Linked DNA regions of Mus musculus: region 2 is linked to region 1. The links are chromatin contacts, called in public HiChIP or PLAC-seq maps. All regions are on one chromosome and are shown on one strand. The core of a region is the stretch at or near the end of the contact, and the rest is flanking DNA. Distances in the headings are between cores, read along the strand shown. Region 1 overlaps Fndc3a (fibronectin type III domain containing 3A). Region 2 has its middle 14 kb from the start of Gm35218.

Evidence for each region. HiChIP or PLAC-seq counts read pairs in DNA pulled down with a chosen protein or histone mark.
Region 2: a contact with region 1 is called in an H3K4me3 HiChIP or PLAC-seq map of bone marrow-derived macrophages, with 3 times the contacts expected there. The contact joins two enhancer-like sites. A contact is called at or near these places in 1 of 15 datasets of contacts at CTCF or cohesin (CD8 T cells) and 2 of 115 datasets of contacts at active chromatin or transcription factors (CD8 T cells and bone marrow-derived macrophages).

Annotation. Positions count from the first base shown.
Region 1 is chr14:72,683,380-72,687,112 of GRCm38.p6, reverse strand. Fndc3a (fibronectin type III domain containing 3A) reads left to right here. Exons shown (of 26, transcript NM_207636.2): 2 at 3,342-3,479. The coding sequence starts at 3,381. Among named protein-coding and RNA genes, the nearest start is that of Fndc3a, 25 kb to the left of the region's middle. Within about 2 kb of position 2,077, at least 34 of the 459 cell types and tissues checked have an H3K27ac peak or open chromatin away from gene starts, as enhancers often do. A contact at or near this core is called in bone marrow-derived macrophages, where this site is marked.
Region 2 is chr14:72,819,938-72,823,670 of GRCm38.p6, reverse strand. No RefSeq gene overlaps it. Among named protein-coding and RNA genes, the nearest start is that of Gm35218, 14 kb to the right of the region's middle. Within about 2 kb of position 1,625, at least 66 of the 459 cell types and tissues checked have an H3K27ac peak or open chromatin away from gene starts, as enhancers often do. A contact at or near this core is called in bone marrow-derived macrophages, where this site is marked.

The DNA.
Region 1 (3,733 bases), core at 828-3,327:
ACAACATTTCAAAGAGAAATTTATAGCTAGACACTTATATATTAAAAATTAAATCTGAGACATACCAAATAATTTATTTAACATTTTTAAAATTCTGTTTTATGTGTATGAGTGCTTATCTGCAGGTATATGGATGTGTCCCATGTGCATGCCTGGTGCTTATAGAGGTCAGAAGAGGGTGTCAGATCCCCCTGAAGCTAAAATGATGATCATTGTGAGCCACCATGTAGGTGCTGAGAATGAATAGTCAGCATTGTTAACCCTTGAACTGTCTCTTCAGCTTCAGTTGAGTTTTGCATCTCAAGATCTTAGAAAAATAAGAACAAATATAAAGTTAGCGAATATTGGAATGATAGCAAAGATTAGGCAAGAAATAATGAAATGGAAGCAAAAAGAACAATACAAAAAATGAAATGGCTGGTTGGATGTTCATCATATTAAGCAATATACACCAGACTCAGAGTGACAAGTATTTTCTCTCACTTGTGGATCTAGAACAACAAAACATATATTTATTACTATGTATGTGATATGTATCTACCATGTATGTGAACACACATGCATGAGTGAACGGCATGAAAGCAGAAGAGACACATGGAGAGGAAGAGTTAGAATACCTGTGGGAAAAGGAGGAAGTGTAAGTCGAGACAGTATAGGGAATAAATATATATGGTCAAAGTATATGAAATAACTTGAAAGAAGTTGCCTTTGTGAAACAGAACTATATATAATAAGTATAATAGCAATATAATAAGGGAAATATTTGAAATAAGTATTTATAGAAATGGGCATTCTTGTCTTTTCCTGATCTTGAAGAAAAACTTCCAGGCTTAGTTATTACATATAATCTTCCCTGTGGTTTTTTATATATAGTCTTTATTTTTTTTGCTTTCAGTTTTTATCTTTTTCATGAATGAGTATTGAATTTATTGAATGGTTTTACTAGACAGTTTGAGATGATGTGGTCTTTAACTTTCAAAGATTATTGTATTGAAAAAATGTACAGAACAGTACATGAAAGATGAACATGTAGTGTTTACAATTTAGTAGTTGTGGTCCATTTAACAGCTCCTGGGTCAAGTCACAGAGCAGAGTCAGCATCCCAGAAACTGTTACCTGCCCCCATCTTTAACTCCCCAGAGGCAACCAGTGTGTTGATTTAACAATAAATTGTGTTTGAGCTTTCTTCAAAGTTGAACAGTATGTATTCTCTTTGTTTTTCACTCACATTGTATTTGAGAAATTTTACTCCCTGTTCTCTGAATTGACAGTTTATTATTTTCTTTGGTTTATATAGTTATTGAATAGATTGGTTGATTTCTAAGGGGCATTAGGTTGTCTCTGGTTTTAAAGGACTATTAAATCAAGTTGCTACAAACTCATATACTTACATGTGTGTTGGTCCACTTATATTTCAATAAGTGCATGCATTACTTTTGGGCATCTGTTGTGAGTCTTTGTGGTCAGAGCATAAACAGCATCCACTACATGTATGTGCCCAGCTTTGGTAGATAGGACTGTGGATCTAAGTGGTAGTGCCTGCCTCACTTGGCCTGGCTTCAAACCCTAGCATGAGAAACAAACTTTGATAGATTCTAGAAGAGTTTTTTCAAAATGATTGTAGGACTTTGTTAGTTACTGATTGCTATTTTGTTAGTTTCAATGCCACTTGACATAGTCAGTCTTAGACAGGTTTTCTCCTCCTAAGGGTGCCCACCCAGTCATATGCCATTCCAAGTTCAAATTAATTTTCCAAACCAATATATGATTTTGAGAATATTTTGTTTATTGGTACTTTGAATTCCTTCAGTTGTCTGTGGTGTAACTCAGTCCTCAGTCCACACACACACAAAAAGGAAAAAGAGAAGAGAAATGAGTGCAGTGAGGAGGAGGAGGAGCTTGTGGCCTTGTGGACCCAGGGGACCATAGCAGAGGAGGGTTGGAGTCTACCTGCATGACACCGAGAGGCTGTCTGTTAATGAAATACAAGTTCATTGCTATTATAACAAGGAGAAGGGGGAGGGAGGGGTGAAGGAAGAAAAAGAAAGAGGAAGCGGGGAACAAAAATGAAGTACTTACACACTCTCTTTAATTGGGAGTTTACTTCCTGAAAGTGTCTGCTCTTACATAATAAAATTGTGAGATTTGCAAGAGTCAAAATAACATAAAGATTCTTTGCCGCCTTAAAATTCTTTGTAAATTCCACAGAGAAATTATTTGATGTGATTCACAGTATTACGTTTTGTCAGTCTTTTAATAGTTTAGTAATGTACATTATGGCAGAAGTTAATGTGTTCATATGCATGTGTATGTAGTATAAACACTGTCTAAGTGGTGTGCCTTTCCATGAGTCAGCTAATCATATACAGTGTTCTCTATTGCCATTTTTAGTGTGAAATCATCAATAAGTACCTGTGTTGAATGCATTTTAAGAGTCTCAGCACTTTCTAATACAGCTAAACAGAAAATTGTTGTCAAGTTGAGTCAACTTCTATGGGAGTTTCTATGCAGATTCAACATTTTAAAATAGTGTGAATTTCATCTTTGAAAATTGAATGTCTTGTCCCTTAGCACTGACTTGGTGAATGTGACAGGCATCCAGAAATGACTCCATAAAGCTCAGCGTCGACTTAGTAGCACGTGTGACTGTGGTCATTTTGCTCAGTTTGCTGATGTTTATTGGTTCATGCAGTATAAACTAATCCTACCATCCCACCTTGCCGTATGAGTGCTAGTACACCCTTTCATTCACATAAGATTCATTGTGCTGTACAGTTGTTCTCAGAGCAGATGAATGGATACTGGAAGAGCTTAAAACTTAAAATTTGAAGGCTCTTGCCCTGATCCTGAACAACTCCCCCCTCCCCCTTAAACTGTGTTACTTTGTGTGAGGATTCAGTAGAAAATCATGATTCTTTTTGTATAGTGCCTCAAGGCAAACAGGACGATGAGGGAGATTGAGCCTTTGTAATTTTACCTTGTCAGCTCAAAGAAAAGTGTCAGAGGTACGGTTACCTCATTCAGCCATTGCAGCTTGATGTCTTTCAGGATGTAGATTGAATAGTGATGAGTAAATTAAATTCCCTATCTAGGAATGGAAGGATGGAGATGCAGAAAGTGTAAATAGAGCTTCTGGTATTAGCGTTAGGTTGAGGATAACTAATAGTTACCTTGGTTGGGTTGTATGAAATACATTTTCCCAAGTAGTTGATTGAAAAAGAAGTCAGGTGATCTTTTTGGTCTTCCTTGGACAGTTTGTTTGTTAGTGAGGCAATTCCTGATTGTATTTTAATGTATTTTCTGGATGTATACTTCAGTGGTTATGTCTTTTTGTTTTGCAGAGTTGGAGGGCTTTCCGGTATATTGATGCCTTATTGATAATGGCAGAACACCCGCCTTTGCTAGACACAGCTCAGATTTTAAGTAGCGACATCTCTCTTCTGTCTGCCCCTATTGTAAGTGCAGATGGAACACAACAGGTAAGGAAACAGAAATATGTTTTACCTCATGTCTTTGTCATTGTGGATTTTTTAGCCTAAAGGGCTGCTGTCTTTGCTATTGAATAACCAGTAGAAGTAGGCTTTTGTTTTTGCTTTCCCCTAGGAAAGTTTTGTCTTGGTTTTTGTTTTCATATGTGCTCACACACCTTCTTAAGCTTCACCTTCTTTTTGCTGACTTGCTTTTCAGGGTCAGATGGAAGTCCTGTAAGGTTTTATTTTCCCCCACACTAATC
Region 2 (3,733 bases), core at 376-2,875, 140 kb before region 1:
ATAAAACAAAGACCATCATATGGAAGTTCAACAACAAAACCTAACGGGAGGAAAAGAGTCCAAGAGAAGGCACAAGAATCAGAGATGCATTCTTTCACACACCCAGGAGACCCCAAAACACTAAACTGAAAGCCATAATATACACACAGAGGATCTGGTGCAGACCTGTGTAGGCCCTGCGCTTGCTGTTTCAGCCTCTGTGAGTTCATAGAGACTTTGCTCAGTTGATTCAGAGGGCCTTGTTCTCCTGGGGTCCTCCATCCCCTCTGGCTCCTACACTCGTTCCTCCTCCTCTTTTCTTCCTCCTCTACTACAGGGTTCCCAGAGTTCTGAGGGGAGGGATTTGATAGAGACAACCCTTGTACTGCAGAATGTTCCAAGGTCTCTGTGTGTAATGTCTGGCTGTAGGTCTTTGGTATTTGTTCCCATCTGTTCTAGAAGGAAGCTTCTGTGATGACACCTGAACGAAAACATTGATCTATGACTATAACAGAATATCATCAGGAGTCATTTTATCACTAATTAACACACACACACACACACACACACACAAATATATGTGATTTTTTTACCCAAGGTTTCTGAGCTATGTAGTCTCTGTACTTGTTCATCCAAGTAGTGTCTACACTGCTACATGAGTCAGCACCAGGTCCTGTGTGTATGTGTGTTTTATAGGTTACACCTTGTGGAATTGTCCTTAAGTCAAATAATACATAGGTTGGTTATTCCCCAAAACTTGGGGTCACTTTTGCTCTAGCATGTTTTGCAGGCAATAGCAATGTAGATCAAAGGGTTTGTTGAATAGATTTTTGTAACCAAATTGACCAGTACCCAGCTCTGATTCTCTTTGAGAGTATTAGGCCAGGCTTGATACTTACCAGAAGTTTAGAAACTCATGACAGACCATGACAAAACAGAATCACATGTGGCAATGAGTATCCCCACCCTAGCCCATCCCCACTTTTAATAACCTAAAATTACCATTAGACACAGTAACCACTATGCTTAACAAAGTCCAGTGAATTTTGTTGACAGCTCTCAACTCAGTTGAGGCTGAGCCTGCTTTGTGGTCTCCCTTCAGTAATCTACTCATAGCTTTAATAACTCAGGATGTTGTTTTCGAATTTCTTAAGTAAGCTGTGTTACTACAATGTCACAGTCCCCACACAGTCCTGGAAGTGATTCATTTTCTTGTTAACTTGTGCTATATATACTCTAGAAAAATGAGTTGGCATTTCTAAGAATACCTGATAGAGAACACGAGTCTTTCCCTTCCTGTCATCTGAACCCTTTGAAGTCACAGGCAGTGCAATGTGTAGGCAGCTAACATACACACTCAAACTCACAGGACCCGGCAGGACAGGGCTTTACTGTTTGTTTTCCTGGTATTAAATTGTGTCTCAACTCTGAGGAAATTTTATGTATAAACAAATAACACTAGCTAGAAAATTTCATCATGCTGATTATTAAAGGCCTTTAAATAACAACTAAAACAAAGACCGATCTTTGTCTCCCAGAAGGTTTGTTTCTTTTGTTCCCTTGACTGAAAACTCGACCAGATATGAAACCAAGCAGGACTCCACTAAGATTCATTCTCTCATTTCCTGGTTCTAGATACACACAGGAAAGATGAAGGGGAGCAGGAGAGAGAGTGGCTGTCTTCTAAATTCATCTCTGTAAGTGAGCTAAGATGAATAAAACGGGCCACACACACAAAGGTGCTGTGTACATACGGATGCTCCTTCGGGAAATTGGAGTTGTGGAAAAGTTAAGGTTTTGTTACGAGGCCCTTGCTGTATGCCTTGAGATCAGCTCAGGTTTGCTGAAATGAGGCTTCGTAGTTAAAACAACAGAGTTCTCCAGATGCATCTCTCAGAACAGAAAAAAAAAAGAAAGAAAGAAAAGAAACAGGAAGTGATCAGGAAGCGTCAGAACAACAAAAATAGATTTTACGAAACGTGTTCACTTGCCTCGGTAGCACACCTGGACTCCTGCAATGCTTGCACAGACCTTTATTTCTTACTGTATTCAAGAGAGGTTAATGACTCTTCTCAGAGAGATTAGAAGAAAGGAAAGCTAGAAGATGCGTGGCTGAGGGGAGTGCTAGCAATCTTCAAAGGGGAAGGCCAGCAATCCAGCATGGAGAGGAAACGTTACATTTGATTTGATGAGAAAGCATACATTTGAAGATTTCCACTCAGGACATAGATGTTTAGCTTCCCCTTTCTTTAACAGGGAGTGTGTGTGTATAGGGTGTTTGGGTGTAGCATACGTGCATATGATATGTGTGTGAGAGTGCGCATGCCCCTGTGTGGCCGGCCCTGTGTGGACACTGGGGTTTCTTCTTTTGTACTCCATCTTGTTTTTTGAGGCAGGGTTGCTCACTGAACCTGAAGCTTATTATTATTTTATTGAGGCTGGCCAGAGGATCTGCCTGTCCTCACCTCCCAAGCATGGTGTTACAGCATACCCAACCATGCCCCCCCTTTTTATGTAGGCAATAGGGATTTGAACTCAAGTCCTGATGCTTTCAACAACTTCTACCCACTAAGCTATCTCCCTGGTTTCTTGTGCTTTCCCCCATTTTAGCAAAGAGTTGTCACTGAAAAGTGAGTGCCGAGCCAAGGTCTGTATTTCTATCCACCCACCTTCACAGGCACCCTTTGTAATTTGTTGTGCCTGTATGATTAAACCTTAGCCAAAGGAAGTTTTAGTTCACCAGCCCGAGGCTCCATAACAATCCATGCACTTTATTCCTCTGCTTCCTGGATGTCAACATTCAGGAGCAGCCTTGCAAGCTTGATATTAAAAATGGCAGTGCCACCATTAGACTGAATCCCTGAACAACATACACATGTATTCCTACCACTGCCCCTATTTGACATACAACTGCACTAATGCTATTATGTGAACATAAAATAAACCTCTATTACATTAAGTCTAAAATGACTAAGGCAAAATGAGGCCTGTGCTTTAAATGATAAACTGCGTACAGATCTTGTGTTTAAGTAGGGTGAAGGGCACAGTGGCCCTAGACCCCCATAGCAGGCATTTTGGAGCATCATGGAAATTCAGTTTTCAAGTTTCTGTTTTGAATAAGGATAACCCAAGGGAAGACGTACAGATCGTGGTGGGGTGATGCTTTCAAGCGTGGTTATCTTAGGATAGCCTCATCCCCTAGGGAGCTCCTGACTTTAGTTAGTTGGAAACGTCATCTTGTTCTCTAAAAGTGTCAGATAAGAGAACCTTCAGGAGTCATGCCTGTTGATTTTGCACCTTTACAGACTCCTTGATCTCTGGAACTCCTGAGCGACGCTAGAGTCACCAGACAATGAATGGGCACCTGCCGTACACCCAAAGCCACAATCAAGAAATACCAGCTATGACAGGAGACTCGAAAGCTGCACTTGGGCTCAGCTAGGAGACCGGCTGTATTCCTCTTCATGGCTGATGCTAACCACCCTACATGGCTGTGTCCCAGCTCACTTCCTGCTTTCAGTGGCCTGTGGTACCAATGTGTGGCCCTCCTAAACAGCAACCCGTTCTTCAGATTGGGTGTTCTACAAGTGTGACTCCACGGCAGCAACATCTGTTTCACTCAGAGGAGCTGTCAGAGATGTGTGATCTCAGGCTCCAACCCCACGATAGAGAATCAGAAACTCTGGAGTCTGGGTAGGGCCCAGCAAACCCTGTTGTACCAATTCTCCAGGTGTCACTTTCCCATCCAGAGTTT